Linked DNA regions of Ovis aries: region 2 is linked to region 1. A link is a contact called in public Hi-C data. All regions are on one chromosome and are shown on one strand. The core of a region is the stretch at or near the end of the contact, and the rest is flanking DNA. Distances in the headings are between cores, read along the strand shown. Region 1 holds the start of CDC73 (cell division cycle 73). Region 2 overlaps LOC105611804 (a long non-coding RNA gene).

What was found. Hi-C and Micro-C count contacts between places; a contact is called where the count stands out from the background.
Region 2: a contact with region 1 is called in a Hi-C map of blood, with 4 times the contacts expected there. The contact joins the enhancer-like site here to the promoter of CDC73 in region 1. A contact is called at or near these places in 2 of 16 Hi-C or Micro-C datasets (both in blood).

Annotation. Positions count from the first base shown.
Region 1 is chr12:11,318,798-11,326,717 of ARS-UI_Ramb_v3.0, forward strand. It overlaps CDC73 (cell division cycle 73), which reads right to left and starts at 3,000. Exons shown (of 17, transcript XM_027976263.3): 1 at 2,647-3,000; 2 at 1-96. The coding sequence starts at 2,777.
Region 2 is chr12:11,637,934-11,645,853 of ARS-UI_Ramb_v3.0, forward strand. The region is part of intron 1 of LOC105611804 (a long non-coding RNA gene); the gene reads left to right. Among named protein-coding and RNA genes, the nearest start is that of RGS2, 16 kb to the left of the region's middle. Within about 2 kb of position 3,693, at least 4 of the 54 cell types and tissues checked have an H3K27ac peak or open chromatin away from gene starts, as enhancers often do.

The sequences.
Region 1 (7,920 bases), core at 1,750-4,249:
CGGACATAGACAGGATGAGATAGGTGCACATTATTAAGTAGAAATAAGATCGAATCCAATGTGTAGTACTCTCTAGGTTGGCCTTCCTTCCCAGTCCTGAAATGATTAAGACAAGATTTTTACTCACAATTCTAATACAACTCCTTGAGCTTAATCATATAGCATTATCTACACACACGGTGCTATCCAAAGAAAAATATTCTTAAGAGCATGAAATCTAATAAGTGAAAATGTCATTTGGGCACACAAATGCAAACAATGACAAAAAGCAAGAGGTAAGGAAAGTACTATTCAAACTTTATTACTACAGACTTCTTAGAATTTGGTCCAAATTAGCTTCTGGGCTTTGTTAATAGAGAAACCTAATCAGTTAGGAAGGATCCATAAGAGAAACAAACTGATTAAAAGAAGCATACTAGTCACTTAGGCTAAACTTACAAGAAACTTATCATGTCTTCTAAGTAAGATTCTGCTGAGAAAACACCCTTACCAACATTCTTTAACACTACAATTAACTTCAGAGATATGATTCTTATGACTTCTCTCAAATTAAACTAGTGATGTAAAACCAAAACTAATTCTACCTGTGATAAAACAGTCATCCAGGAGTGCAAGCCCTTTCATGCAAATACATACTACTACTTGCTCAACAAATGTTAGTGTCCAATCCCACTGTCCTATTACATTCTCCCCATCTAGAAATATCAACGTATTGTTTAAATTCATCTGAATATGGCCCAATATAATCAGTCCCAATTATTTTTCTAGGCTGTATTTCCACTTTTTCCCTAAATCAATATACTTCAAACCACATATCACTTATCAATCACTGTATTATGAAGTAGATAATACATGAGTAACAAGCTGTATCTCTTCGTGATATCGTGATATATTAAAAAAAAAAACAACAGGATGCACTGCATTCAGTAAGGGTAAATATTAATGTCATGCATATGTGTGCATTTCCCTAAACACAGAGAATAACACTCAATCAAAATACATGTACTGGTGTGATTCACTGCTGCAAAAGTTTGAAATCTACTGTTGTAAGCACTCTTTTCTTACTACTGGCTTCACTCAGCTATCAAAACATTTCCTTTCCAGCTCTCAGGTCTTTAAGCATGCCATTCCCTCAGCTGGAAAGACCTAGCCCACTACTTCGCCCTCAGAATTCCTATCCACTCCTTAACATTTGTTCATTCATTTATTCAAGAAAAACCTAGCATGTCCATAGGCCAAACACACTTCTATGAAAACTTTCCAAGTTAGAAGTGATTGCTCTCTTTAGGAACTGGAATTCGATTCTTATCAAGTTATGTGTCATCTCTTCCACTCTGATTGAGATAACCTCCTTTGAGGCACCGACCTAGGTTTTCAAAATATTTTCCAGTTCTGGGACTGAACAGCCTTACACTGTGAATACTCAACCATTTTTTAAAGAAAAACCAATCAGTTAAAAATCCAATCAGCGCTGAGCTCCTACACAATGTGTGGGGCAGAGGACTCCTAACCTCTTCCAGCTTGTTACTCCCCAAATCAAATAGACTTTTCATCACATAAGCTGTTAATTTGTTTTTAAAATGTAAATCTGCCTGTGCAAGTTCCTTTTGAAAGGAAAAAAAAAAAAAAAAACCAGAAAACTCAGAATGATTTTACCCATCTGCACAAAGCTAATTAAACCATAAGCAGCCCAAGATGCCAAAAAAATTAAATAAATAAAACCCAAGGAACTAAACTTCCCCTAGCTTTTCATCAACTCTTCCTAAAGCCCACTGCTCCCATTCAATCAAGCAAAATAAGTATGAAAGTTTTCGTCTAGGGCTCTAGCTATCCAAATGAAACGCCACTGAGAGAGGAAGGGTTCACTCAAAAAGCCCCTCATGATGATCAGACCTATTTTTCTTTTGAAATACATATGCATATATCTATTCTTTTTCAGATACTTTTCCCGTGTAGGTTTCAGATCTCCCTTCGGGTGTCTTCCTTAAGGACTTACACTCGGGCAACCCTCACTGGGATCAACATTCCCAGACACACACTCTTCACACACATTTCCCACACAATCGCACACTCTATTCGTTCCCCACTTAGAATGGCAAAGTTGACTTCATTTCAGCAGGAACTTTCTCCCTGAGGGAGACCCCTGCCTTCACCTCCAACAGATTCCGACGACTTGTCCCAGGTCGCCGAAATCTTACCCGTCCTAACCTGACGGAGTGGGTTCCCTTCTCTCTCTGCTTGAGGGAATCGCGAAAGGAGACGGAACCGACCAGGAGCTGCAAAGGGCCAGCAGAGACCATCGCAGAAGAGCCTCCGAGAGAGATTTTAAAAAACAACAACTAAAGGACAAAAAGAGCCGCCCGAGGACCCGGCGGGGCGCTCCTTTATATGCACCTATGCACCCGGCCGGCTCTCCACACACAGGGGCAGAGACCTCCACACGGAGCCGCGGAGGAGGGACCCCTCCGAACGCCGCTCCTCCCGCGCCCTCCTCACAGACGAGCTGCAACTTCTGCTCCCGGGAAAACTTTTCCCCGGAGCACCCGTTTTCCTCAACCCGCAAGGGGAGCGGGGGGGAGGGGTTCGGGGAGAGAGAGAGGGGGACCCCGGGGCGCCCAGCCCTGCCCCCCGCCGCAACAGACTCACCCCCAAACCACATAGTTGGTCTTCACGTTCTTGGGCCAGGAGAACTCGCCGAAGATCACTTCGTCCCCTTTCACCACAATCTCCTTCTTCTGGATGTTGTACTGTCGCAGGACGCTGAGCACGTCCGCCATCTTCGCCCCCCTCGCCGCCGCCGGCCCCGGGCCCCGCCGCCGCCGCCGCGCCCGCCGCCCCTTTCGCCTGTCGCCTCAGCCCCCCCACCCCCCGCCCCTCTGCCTCGGCCGCCGCCGCCGCCGCCGCCGCCGCCGCGAGCCAACTGCAGTCGCACTGGCAGCCGTCCGCGCCTACGACAGCAGCGGGGGAAGGAGCCACCCAGGCCGCCGAGGACCCCGCGCTAGGAGGCAAGGCCCCGCCGCGGGCTGCCCGCGGAGAACGCCTGACCGCGCGCGCCGCCGCCGCCGCCGCCCGCCGCCAGGGGGCGCCGCGCCCGCCCGGGAAACGCCCCTCCCAGACTCCCACTTGGCGCGCGGGGCCGACTCCCGGCCCGCAACTCATAGGGCGCGGGGACGCAGCGCCCACGTACGGCGCACGTACGGGGGAGCCTTGCCCGGCGCACGCGCGGGAGCACGGACCTCATCCTCCTTTCCCCCGCCCCCGACTCGCCCCACCACGCGCAGCGCGCACGCGGCAGGCGACAGGTGCGCGCGCACCTGCGCGGGGAATCTGGGACGTCAGTTCCCAGAGCGCGCAATGGGTGCTCCTCGACGGGCCCGCAGTGTTGGCCGCTGGCCAGTGCAGTGTGGTCTCTCCTTTAACCAGGCTGCAGCCTGGTGAGAGGTTTGCAGAGCCAAGGTTGCCGTCCCGACGAGGTTGGACCCACCTAACAAATGGCCTCTTGATAAACCCCTGTAGAAGGGAAAGGTGTTTGGGGAAAGATGTTGCTTTGGGGGTTATTTTTTATTTTGTGTTTTTAGTGGGCTCGCCTAGGCCAAAGATCAATGCCGGGGCACTGGTGTTTGTTAGCTGCCTTTTGACCTCAGTCAAGTTACACACCTTCTCACAGAATCAATTGGTTAATGGAGAACATGGAAGCTAAAAGCATCAGGCAAATCAAAAAATCATAAATATTGGATCTTCCCCTTCTCAGTTCCTTAGATGGTGGCTTTTTCCTTCTTGTCCCCTTCTCCTGGCCAGCCTCAAGGGGCTACAGTTTAATAGCTGTCTTCCGAGATGCTAATAGGAGAGTTAGAGAACACAAGCTCAGTTTATTGATATAAATTCAGTTTACTGTGGCATGTCTACCTTAAACATATCCCATGGGCCATTTTTTAAAAATGTCTTACTATAGCAGAAAAGGAAAAAAGTCGACTTTGTGATTGACATAACCAAATTCTTTTACCCGATTTGAAAGAAAGCAATTTTCGTTATGTGCACTGCAGAGAGATCTGTAGAATGTGGTTCACTTTTCTGTATTCACTCTTCAGCCATTTTGCAGCTGAATTTGAGAAATTTTGACTATTCTGTAAATTTTCCTAAACTTCACCCCAAACATGTTAAAAATAACCTTTTTATTTATCCCCAGTACTATCTACTCTATTTATACTTGTATCAGAGCATCCAGTACTACTTGACTATCTCACCACAGAGGAATTCAAGGAAGTCAGGGTTTTATGATACATTAGGAGAGTCATTAGAGTCTCCTCAGAAGATGCTGAACTTTGTTTCCCACACAAACGATGACTTGGTCCATTAAGGCTGCTACAAGAGAATGACGTATACCAGGTGTCCTATAGACAGATTTATTCCTGATAGTTCTGAAGGCTAGGAAGTCCAAAATGAAGGCACCGGTAGACTGGTGCGAGCCTGCTTGCTGCTTCAAACACCTGAGTCTTCACATTGCATCCTCATCTGGTGGGAAGAGTGGTGTCTGAGGTCTTTTTTGAGTAAGGTCCTAGTCACCCCCACAAAGGTCTCACTCTTAGTACTATCACTCTGGAATTAGAATTTCAACTTATGAATTTGAGGAGGACAGGAACATTCAGTTTTATGGCAATAACCAAAACCAGTTTCTCTGTTGGGGTAAATTATGTGGGTTTTTTTGAAGGGTAATTATTCTTTTTTTCTATTCCGTTAAAGTTTATTACAAGATATTGAATGTAGTTTCCTAGGCTATACAGTAAGTCCTTGTTGTTTATCTGTTTCACATATAGTAGGTTGTATCTGCTGATCCTAAACTCTTAATTTACCCCTCCCTCTTTCCCCCTTGATAACCATGTTTGTTCTCTATGTCTGTAAGCCTGTTTCTGCTTTGTAAATAAGTCCATTTGTATAATATTTTAGATTCCACATGTAAGTGATGTCATACTATTTTTCTTTGACTTCACTTAGTGTGATCATGTCTAGCTCCATCCATATTGCTGCAAATGACATTATTTCATTATTTCTTTGGCTGAGCAGTATTCCGTTGCATACTATGTCTTCTTTATCCATTCATTCAGGTTGCTTCCATGTCTTTACTATTGTAAATAGTGCCGCTATGAATATTGAGGTGCATGTATCTTTTCAAATTGGAGTTTTCTCCATATATATGTCCAGGGGTAGGATTGCTGTGGTGGTTCTAGTTTTACCTTTTTAAGGAACCTCCAAACTGCTCTCCATACTGGCTGCACCAATTCATATTACCACCAACAGTGTAGGAGGGGGTACTATTTCTCCACATCTTGAGCGTAATGATACTTAATGTAGTGAGATATAGCATTAATAATCTATTGCTTGTAACAGTCAAAGGGCTGAAAATTGTAGATCATTTAGTTTTTAAATCCCTTAAAACTGCCTCACTACTGTTGGTTCAGTAATGTTGCTGTCAAAATACAATAAAAGGCAAGGTCAGTTGTAGAGCTGAAAAATTAGAAAATTAATTTTTCCTGTAGTCATGTACGGATGTGACAGTTGGGCCATAAAGAAGGCTAAGCACCAAAGAACTAGTGCTTTCAAATTGTGCTGGAGAAGCCTTTTTTGAGAGTCCTTTTGGACTGCAAGGAGATCAAAGAAGTCAATCCTAAAGGAAATCAACTCTGAATATTCGTTGGAAGGACTGATGTTGAACTGAAACTCCAATACTTTGGCCACCTGATGCGAAGAGCTGACAGATCAGAAAAGATCCCGATGCTGGGAAAGATTGAAGGCAAAGGGAGAAAGGAATCGCAGAGGATGAGTTGGTTAGATAGCATCACTGACTCAATAGACATGAATTTGAGCAAACTCCGGGAGAGAGTAAGGGACAGGGAAGCATGACATGCTGCAGTACATGGGGTCACAAAGAGTCAGACATGAGTTAGCAACTGAACAACAACAAACAGAAAAATATTGAGAAATTAGCCTTGTTTGTTGGTCTTAGAATGAAAGCTGCTCATTTTCTCCAGTCATTATCATCTTCTAAAGAATTCCTGACAATCCTCAATTTGAAGTCTATGAGTAGAATAAAGCCCAGTGGGATTTCCGTGGTGGCCCAGTGGTTAAGAATCTGCCTTGCAATGCAGAGGACCTGGGTTTGATCCCTGGTGGGAGAACTAAGATCTGACATGCCATGGGACAACTAATCCCATGCACAGCAACTAAAGAAGTCCCTGCAAGCTACCACTAGAGAAATAAGCCCATGCACCACAACACTTAGCACAGCCAAAATTTAAACAATAATTTTTAAAGAGTATATCAGAGGACAGGAAACCAGTAATTATCTCGCTAATTTTTTTCTCCATGAATGTGCATTTTTATATCATTTTAATAATTTGGAGGTAGTAAAAATAAGCATACATACTACCCAGAAACATTTGTTAATCCACTGCTTTTCCTAAAAATAGGAGTAAACAAAATTATGTTTAGTAACCAGTGGTTTTCCATTCTGCTTTTTAGTTAGAATTTGTCTGGGCATCAAAAGATTAGTTATTAATTAATTTAATTCTGTGTCTCATGTCTTAAAGTTAGTTAAGGATCTGGAATTTAGGATTTTTAGCTAACACATTAATTCCTCCTTATTTGTAGCATTCTAAGAATTTATTGAAAAAGATATCTGTTATTACCATTTCATTTAGTTAAATACAATTACATATATTTTATTTTTATATATGTATTTATATATGCACACATGTATGAATATAATTTTAACCATGGTGTAGAAACAATGATAATTCATTTAACTCATAAAACCAACTTTGCAAATTTAAGAAATTTAAATTAAGAGAAGTTTAACCCTAGTCCTGTATAAAACAAAATATTGTGTTGACATTATTTTTATATAGTAAAATAAAATGTAAAATACATACTATAATGTCTTCTTTTGGAATTAAGTTAAGCTTTGTATTCTTATAAGCATATAACTAGGGCTATTCAGTATAAACACTTCTCAGGGTTCACAAAATAAACGCTAAGACTTTGACGACTTTTTTTTTAATATTTTAACTGTTTATCTGGACTAGATATTCCTAACTATGCCAGTTAGAAAGCTAAGCATACAAGTTAATATTGTGGTGTGAAACATGAAGGAAGAAGGTTTGGGACATGGAAGTGGCAGTTTTCGATTGCAAGGAACCCACGAGAACTGCAGTGTTCCCCAAAGATATGCTTGTGCAACGCTGCATCTCTGGAAGTTGGCCAAAGGCTCAGCATCACCAAACACAAGTTGGACAAACCTCTTGCTTTGAAGCAGGTGGAATTATAATTTTAAAACAGAGACTTGAGGCAAAGTTGGTTCAGAGACACTGGTCCGAGGAGACTATGCTCATCAGCCCAGGACCAGCTCAAGCAAGGACTTATGAGGTCTCTGCCTGTCCTCTTCCCATAGACTTTCCCTCTAATAGACAACAAAAGAAGCAGACAGGCCTCAGGAAAAAAAAATGTTAGAAAGCTAGAAAACAGTTTTACTAAGGAGCAGTTCAGATAACAGATATCTGATAACAGATACTCTTCTGATCAGATAACAGAAGGATCCCCTGACACTTTATTCCGAAGAAAAGAAAGTAAAACCCAACACGAAGGCCCTCAACAAAATACTAGAGCTCAATTAAACATCAGTTTACCTCCCCATTCCAGGAATGAGGGCTTTAATCAGGAGACTATGGAAGAGATTTCAGCTGTCCAACCTAGAAAGTTGTGGGTCCTGTTTGTAGACATGAAGATCTGAACTCAATCTTGGTGGAAATTTCACTTCTGTCGGTGACCTTCAAAGAGTGACCACCAGGAGCCCACTGTAGGGGAGAGGCAGTCCACCAAGGGCCCTTGGAGCCCCTGTGTGTTCTTTCTGAGGGTGCCAGACTGCAA
Region 2 (7,920 bases), core at 2,443-4,942, 320 kb after region 1:
AACACTGAGTGTTTTTAAGTAAGCTTACTATTCTTTCTGTTAGTATTTTTTTGTTTGCAATTTATTGAATAATCTATTTGTTACTTTTCTTAAAGATCTGACTTTTACCTATTTTAAACAGATAAACTTTTTATAAAACTATTTAACAGATACAAATTAGAAGTAAAATTGACTAGGTAGTGATATACAGTCTATCCATTTAAAACATGAACATGTGAAAAATCTGACAGTTTTTCTAATGTTTTAAAAGAATCACAGGATTAAAAAGGTCATATGGTATTATCATTTGTTCTTATTTCACTATTACAATATATATTTGAACAAAGTCATATATTTGAACAAAGTCATATGTATGTACATATGTGTGTATATATATTTGTCTTAAACAATTTAATAATTAATATAAAGGTATACTTTATACCTTTCTTGTTTTTAGGTTTCTTGTTTTTAGGAATTTCTGTTTTGGATCATTATGTAATAGTTTGCAGCTTTTTGCTTCTCTCAGGCAAATGAACTGAGGCCTATTGCACTGTAGACTTTAGAGGACAAGACACTTCCTAAGGGTTTCAAAACTTTCATAATGATAGAAAATAATTGCCTTTGTACTTGTACTGCTTTTAAGCTCTTAATTTCTGTTCACATATAAGCACCATTGCATTATTTGGATTATAATGTTCAACTTTATGATAACATAATATATTAATATGTACAATTATCAGTTTAGATAATTTTCTTAGGTTCAAGAAGAGAATAAGTAGGAAAGCCTTATTAAGAGTATGATCCATCGGGTAGCACTTGAAAGAGTTTAAAAAATTCTGGATTTTTGCTTTAAGGTCTTATCTTGAGCCTGTGCAATTACCTCTTCCTCTTCCCCCAAATCCACTGAAATGTGAAAAAATTTAAAAAGAAAAGAAAACAGGAAGCTTTGTAGTACTGCTGGAAAAGAGGAAACTATGCCATTGACATATGAGAAATATGGAACTTGGGAATATGTGAAACAGAAAGGACCAAAGGATGGAAGATAGGAAGGAAAAACCTATCACACTTGAATGGCAGTAAAGTTGGTATCTCTTGAGAAGTAAGTGGATGGCATCCTCAGTGTAACCTGAGAAGGTTTCTTTTTTCAAGCAGTAGAGGTGTGCTATAAGGGTCATGTGTGAGGGTAAAATTACATTGCTTTAGAGGCTGTACCAGAAGCCCACATATTAATAATATGTTTCCTGAGTTTTGCTTTATGTGGGGAGTGTGCTAAATGAAGAGCTTGTAGGCCAAGGAGGAAATAAAGGTGAAATTCAAAGGCTATTTGGAAATCATTAAGATGGAGTAATCACGTATAAAAATATGTGGGATGTGGTCAAAGTCATACATAGAAAAGGACTTGTCTTAATTTCTTCTTTCTTTTTTAAATTGAAGTATAGTTGATTTGCAACATTAATTTCAGGTGTACAGCAGAGCAATTCCATGTTTGTATAGATTATACTCATATGAAGTTGTTATAACATGTTGGCTGTATCCCTTGTGCTGTAAGCTACATCTTTGTATCTTCCTTTCTGCCCAGTAGTCTGTCCCCCTTAATCCCCTTCATGAGTCCTGCCCCACCCCCATTCCCTCTCCTCATTGGTAACCAGTTTGTTCTCTGTATCTGTGCGTCTGTTTCTGTCTTGTCATGTCTATTCATTTGTTCTGTGTTTTACATTCCACATGTAATAAAGAAAGGCTGAAAATAACTGACCCATCTGTGTGTGTCTCTCAGCGGCTGTGTGGAGTGCAGCATTGAGAGGGTACCTGAAGGTGAGTCTGTGCTGCAGCGGGAGCACGGCTCTTAGTGAGTCGTGACCAGGCTTCAGTGGATTTTTCAGGTGAACTGAATAAAACCACTAAGGGTCTGGTAATTCCTATATTGCGCCAAAGCACAGGGTGGCAGGAAGTTTGCCCAAGAATTTTTCTGAAGCAAGCATAATTCTGATCCCCAAATCTGCTGAAGAAAGCACTCAAAACTAAAGAAAAACTCAATTGTAAAGACATAGATACCTTAAATGGAATAGTTAAAAAATTTTCCACTGTAAACAGTTTCAAATAAGCACAGTGAAATATAGAATTCATAGCACTTACAAGTGATAAAAGATGCTCCTCTTGATGTGTACTAAGCAGATATTTAGGGCTTCCCAGGTGGAGCTAGTGCTAAAGAACCTGCCTGCCAATGCAGGAGACATGTGGGTTCCGTCCCTAGGTCAGGACGATCCCCTGGAGGAGGGCATGGCAACCCACTCCAGTATTCTTGCCTGGAAAATCCCACGGACAGAGAAGCCTTGTGGGCTACTGTCCATAGGGTTGCAAAGAGCTGGGCATGACTGAAGTGACTTAACACGCACAATCAGATATTTATTAAAGAATTTATATTACAATTTACACGTGAAAGTGAAGCCGCTCAGTTGTGTCCGACTCTTTGTGACCCCATGGACTATAAAGTTTACCAGGCTCCTCCGTTTTGGGGATTTTCCAGGCAAGAGTACTGGAGTGGGTTGCCATTTCCTTCTCCAGGGGATCTTCCCAACTCAGGGATTGAACCCTGCCTCCCACATTGCAAGGCAGATGCTTTTACCATCTGAGCCACCAGGGAATTTACACATGAGGTGGCAAATAATATCGCCTGGCTTTGCTGCTTGGTGGAATTCACAGTGTGGGCAGTGTTTTTCCTTGTTTCTACAGGGCGTGTGAGGAATCACTAGCATCCACACTGAGAGCCTGAGAACTAGGCGAGAACTCCAGCAGAACGTCCAGTACCTGGTTTTGAACATCAGATGTATGTTGGGTGTCGGTTGAGTTGGGCATCTGTATGTCTGTTTTATATCCCATTCTTTTCATGAGATAACTATAACTAGTCACCTTTGTTGCCACCCAGTACAGACTTTTCCATCAAACAAGTGCTACAGTGGAAACAGTGGCTGACTTTATTTTGGGGGGCTCCAAAATCACTGCAGATGGTGATTGCAGCCAGAAAATTAAAAGACACTTACTCCTTGGAATGAAAGTTGTGACCCACCTAGACAGCGTATTAAAAAGCAGAGACATTACTTTGCCAACAAAGGTCCGTCTAGTCAAGGCTATGGTTTTTCCAGCAGTCATGTATGGATGTGAGAGTTGGGCTATAAAGAGAGCTGAGCGCCGAAGAATTGATGCTTTTGAACTGTGGTGTTGGAGAAGACTCTTGAGAGTCCCTTGGACTTCAAGGAGATCCAACCAGTCCATTCTGAAGGAAATCAGCCCTGGGTGTTCATTGGAAGGACTGATATTAAAGCTGAAACTCCAATACTTTGGCCACCTGATGCGAAGAGCTGACTCATTTGAAAAGACCCTGATTCTGGGAAAGATTGAGGGCAGGAGGAGAAGGGGACGACAGAGGATGAGGTGGTTGGATGGCATCACCGACTCAATGGACATGGGTTTGGGTGGACTCCGGCAGTTGCTGATGGACAGGGAGGCCTGGTGTACTGGGGTTCATGGGATCACAGTGAGTCGTATACAACTGAGTGACTGAACTGAACTGAACAAATCCCTTGTTAAGCGAATCTAATCAAAGGAGCTGTGGTACTGGTGGAAGTTCACAGGTCTTGAGACAAGGGTCTGGTTTCATTAAAGCCAGGCTGCTAGTGGTAACTGCTTTTGCCACGTTACTTCCTCATGACTCAGCGGGGACACCCCATCTGGGGAGCCTCCTCCACTGCCTGCGTCCGGAGTGAGCTCACTTCTGTGCTACCACGGCCCTGTGCTTCCCTCTTCTGGGGCCGTCAGCTTTTCCCTGTTTCCTCTGTAAGACAGTAGGTGTTTGAAGCCAAAGGCTCTGTCCTCTGCGTCCCTGTTCCTGTGGAAACCAGCCCCAGTCTGGCACACAGTAAGGGCTGGCCACATTTGTTACATGAATGAAGGATTTAACTTCTCTGAGCTTGAGTCTTCTCTGTTTGAAAAATGAGAACATTAATGATAATGATAATGGAGTTTTTAACAATCCTCTTTGGAAAAAGTCTGACCCTTTAGTAATAATGACAGTAGGTTTTGTTTATTGAACACCTATTATGTACCAACCACTGATTAGACACTTTACATACATTTTCTTCATCTCTTACTGTTACACCTTTGTGAGGTAGGTGCTGTTATCTCCATCTTACAGATGCTGGGAGAGATGAAGAAGCGAGTGAGTCTGGCAGAGCCAGGATTGGAATTCTAAGTCTGTAACCATTTCACTGTAGAACTGATGTTTCGGTGGGAAGCCCAGTTTGGGTTGTCATGAGTTAGGTTTCCTCATGGATACCCTGGCTGTGTAATTATGGTCTGTAAAAAGCTGATGGTGATGGTTGAGCTAGTGAAATCCACCCTTGAATACCTTGCTGGGCACATGGTAATTGCATAGTCAGTGTAATTGCTGAATGAAATGATGATTTAATTAATAGAAAACCCGTGAATGATACTAGGTTATGTGATAAACCAAGAGATTGCTTATACATGTGTGATTTCAAGAGCGATTAGACACCCGTAGCATTAGTTCAGCTGATGTGCAGATATTCCTAGGATGGTAAAACTGGAATTTGATTTTCATTTAACAAGTGAAATAAAAGGATTAACTAGTCATTAAGTCTCATTAAAAATGAAAATCCCTAGATTCCACTCCTAGAGTTTGTTATTTTTATATTCTCCTCTTGTGGATGTGAAATTAAAAAAAAATACTTTGTAAGTTGGGGAGTGCTGTACACACTATATTACTGAGAAACTTTTATTTTTCCCTTGAAGTTTGGAGAAAGTGTCCTTTGGACTCTGTTGAAACTGAAGGAAGAGACAGTTAAAGAGACTGAGTTAAATCAGAAAAGGAAAGGACTCTTTTGTTCAGTGGAAGGAATGCTTTTTTTGTCAGTACCTTCCCAGAAGCAAGTCTGGTTGACCAAAATTTAACAGAGATCCCATTGGCATGTTTGATTATTTCATGGTTGAGACATCCTCATTGCCCTGGGTGATAGCAGTCTATTGTTAGGATGGACACACAGTCTGAATGGAGAGCCAGGAAACTCTGAGCAAGTGCTCAGAATGAGGGGCAGCTCTGGGAGCCTAGGGCGATTCCACCTGTCATGCCTGTGACTCAGCACCTTCTCACTGCTTCCTGTTCCATGGCTGGTTACTTCATCTCTTCTTTTTCTGCCTAATGGCTTCTGCTTACTGCCTTCTGTCTTTAAAAATACCAGGAAGCAGCATTTATTGAGGAATTTCAATAAATAATTTCATTTTTATTCTCAGAACAAAATAGGAATAGGGCGTCCTCCTTATCTGATTATTCATTATTATTAGTCTCCACACTGAGTGCACAAGGATGCAAAAGCCATCCAAACAGGAAGATATCCACTAATGAAAACCAATTTTACACTGAGAACCCTCTCCCCGTTTAACAGAAGTTCTGGTAATTAACAATAACATAATGCAAATATAATGAAAAACCTAATAGCGAAATTTGCAAAAAGATGCAGAATGTCATGAAGCTAGTGCTCAGATGTGTCCAGTTTTTATGACCCCATGGACTGTAGCCCACCAGGCTCCTCTGTCCATGGGATTCTCCTGGCAAGAATACTGGAGTGCATTGCCCTTTCCTCCCCCAGGGGATCATCCTGACCCAGGGACTGAACCCATGTCTCTTGCATCTCCTGGATTGGCAGGCAGGTTCTTTACCACTAGTGCCAACTGGGAAGCCCAGAATGTCATGAAGTTGATGTCAATAGGAAAGTCACTGCTAAACGATGCTCTAAGAGTGTGGCCAGTTAATAATTAGAGAAGTGGAAATCAACAAGATCTGTGTTAATTCTGCTACTTGAGAAAGCAGTTTGCTGTTCTGAAATACATTTTAGAAATCTTTGATACGTGCACTATCGTATATTTGGATATTGGCATTTACATAGGCCAGAATTTTATCCTTTTGGGGCCTGTCAGGCTTCCATGGAATAAGAATTAGGCTTCTGAAACATCATGCCAGTGACTGTTGACAGATATATATGCATGGGGTTAGGGAAAAATGAATACTTGGAGTCATTAAAAACTAATTCACCGAAGATCTATAAAGCTGTGACAAGTTATTCGTTGGCCCTAATAGTGTCTTTAGCTTTGACTGTAAAGTCTTGCTAATACCACCTCACTTTTATATAGGATATTACAATTTGAGATTGTTCTCCTGTGTAATATCTCATTTCATGGTTATAAAGCTATATGAAGTATTAATAGAAAAGGGGAATGGCACTACTCTATGTTTTAAAAATGAGGGTGCTGAGGTTAGTCTGATGTCAAGTAGTTAGTAGATGACATTCTAGTACTAGAATGATTCTCCTGAATCCTGATTCAGTGCTCTTCCTACTCCCCCAAATAGAAAGAGTAAGGAAGGAACAATATCATCTCTATTTATAAAGGAAGAGCTTACAGGAAAACCAAACATTGTAGATGCACACTGAGGAAATCAGTTGGCAAGTTGAATAATCATTTGTCCATAATTGTCCTGGAGAAGGGAAGAGCAACCCACTCTAGTACTCTTGCCTGGAGAATCCCATGAACAGAGGAGCCTGGTGGGCTACAGTCCATGGGGTCGCAAAGCGTCAGACGCAACTGAAGCGACTTAGCATGCACGCATGCACATGCCCTTAATCGGGCAATTACTCAAAGAATTCACAAAATTGGAATTACCCAGACTAATTACCCTTTTAACCCAGGGCAGCTTTTAAAATCGTAGCTGATTTCTTTCATCTTTTTCAGCAATATAAAAAAAAAAACTTTTTATTCTATATTGGACTATAGCTGATTAATGTTTGGTAATTCCAGGTGGAAGCAAAGGGACTCAGCCATCCATATACATGTATCCACTCTTCCCCATCCAAGCTGCCACATAACACTGAGCAGAGTTCCCTGTGCTGTTCATTGGTTATCCATTTTAAATATAGCCGTGTGAACATGTCGATCCCAAACTCCCTAACTATCCCTTCCTTCCATCTTTCCCCCCTGGCAACCATAAGTTCATTCTCTAAGTCTGCGAATCTGTTGTTTTCTAAATAAGTTCACTGGTGGTGTTTCATTTTTGATTTTGCATATAAGAGATGTTATACAAAACTTCTCCTTCTCTGTCTTACTTCACTCAGTATGACAATCTCTAGGTCCATCCATGTTCCTGCAAGTGGCATCATTTCATTCTTTTTAATGACTGATTTTCCACTGTACGTATGTATCACATCTTCTTGATCCATTTCTCTGCTGATGGATATTTAGGTTGCTTCCATGTCCTGGGTATTGTGAACAGTGCTGCAGTGAACATTGGGGGGCATGTATCTTTTCAAATTATGATTTTTCTCCAGAGATACACCCAGGAATGAAATTGCAGGATCATATAGTAATCATATATTAACTGTTTTTAGTTTTTAAAGGATTCTCCATACTGGCTACACTAATTTACATCCCCATCAACAGTGTAGGAAGTCCTTTTTCTCCACACCTTGTTCAGCATTTATAGTTTGTAGACATCTGCAAGGAGATCCAACCAGTCCATTCTGAAGGAGATCAGCCCTGGGTGTTCTTTGGAAGGAATGATGCTAAAGCTGAAACTCCAGTACTTTAGCCACCTCATGTGAATTGACTCATTGGAAAAGACTCTGATGCTGGGAGGGATTGGGGGCAGGAGGAGAAGGGGACGACAGAGGATGAGATGGCTGGATGGTATCACGGACTCGATGGACGTGAGTCTGAGTGAACTCTGGGAGTTGGTGTTGGACAGGGAGGCCTGGTGTAATGTGATTCATGGGGTTGCAAAGAGTCGGACATGACTGAGCGACTGAACCGAACTGAACGGAGACATTTTGATGATGGCCATTCTGACTTGTGTGAGGTAATACCTCATTATTATCTTGA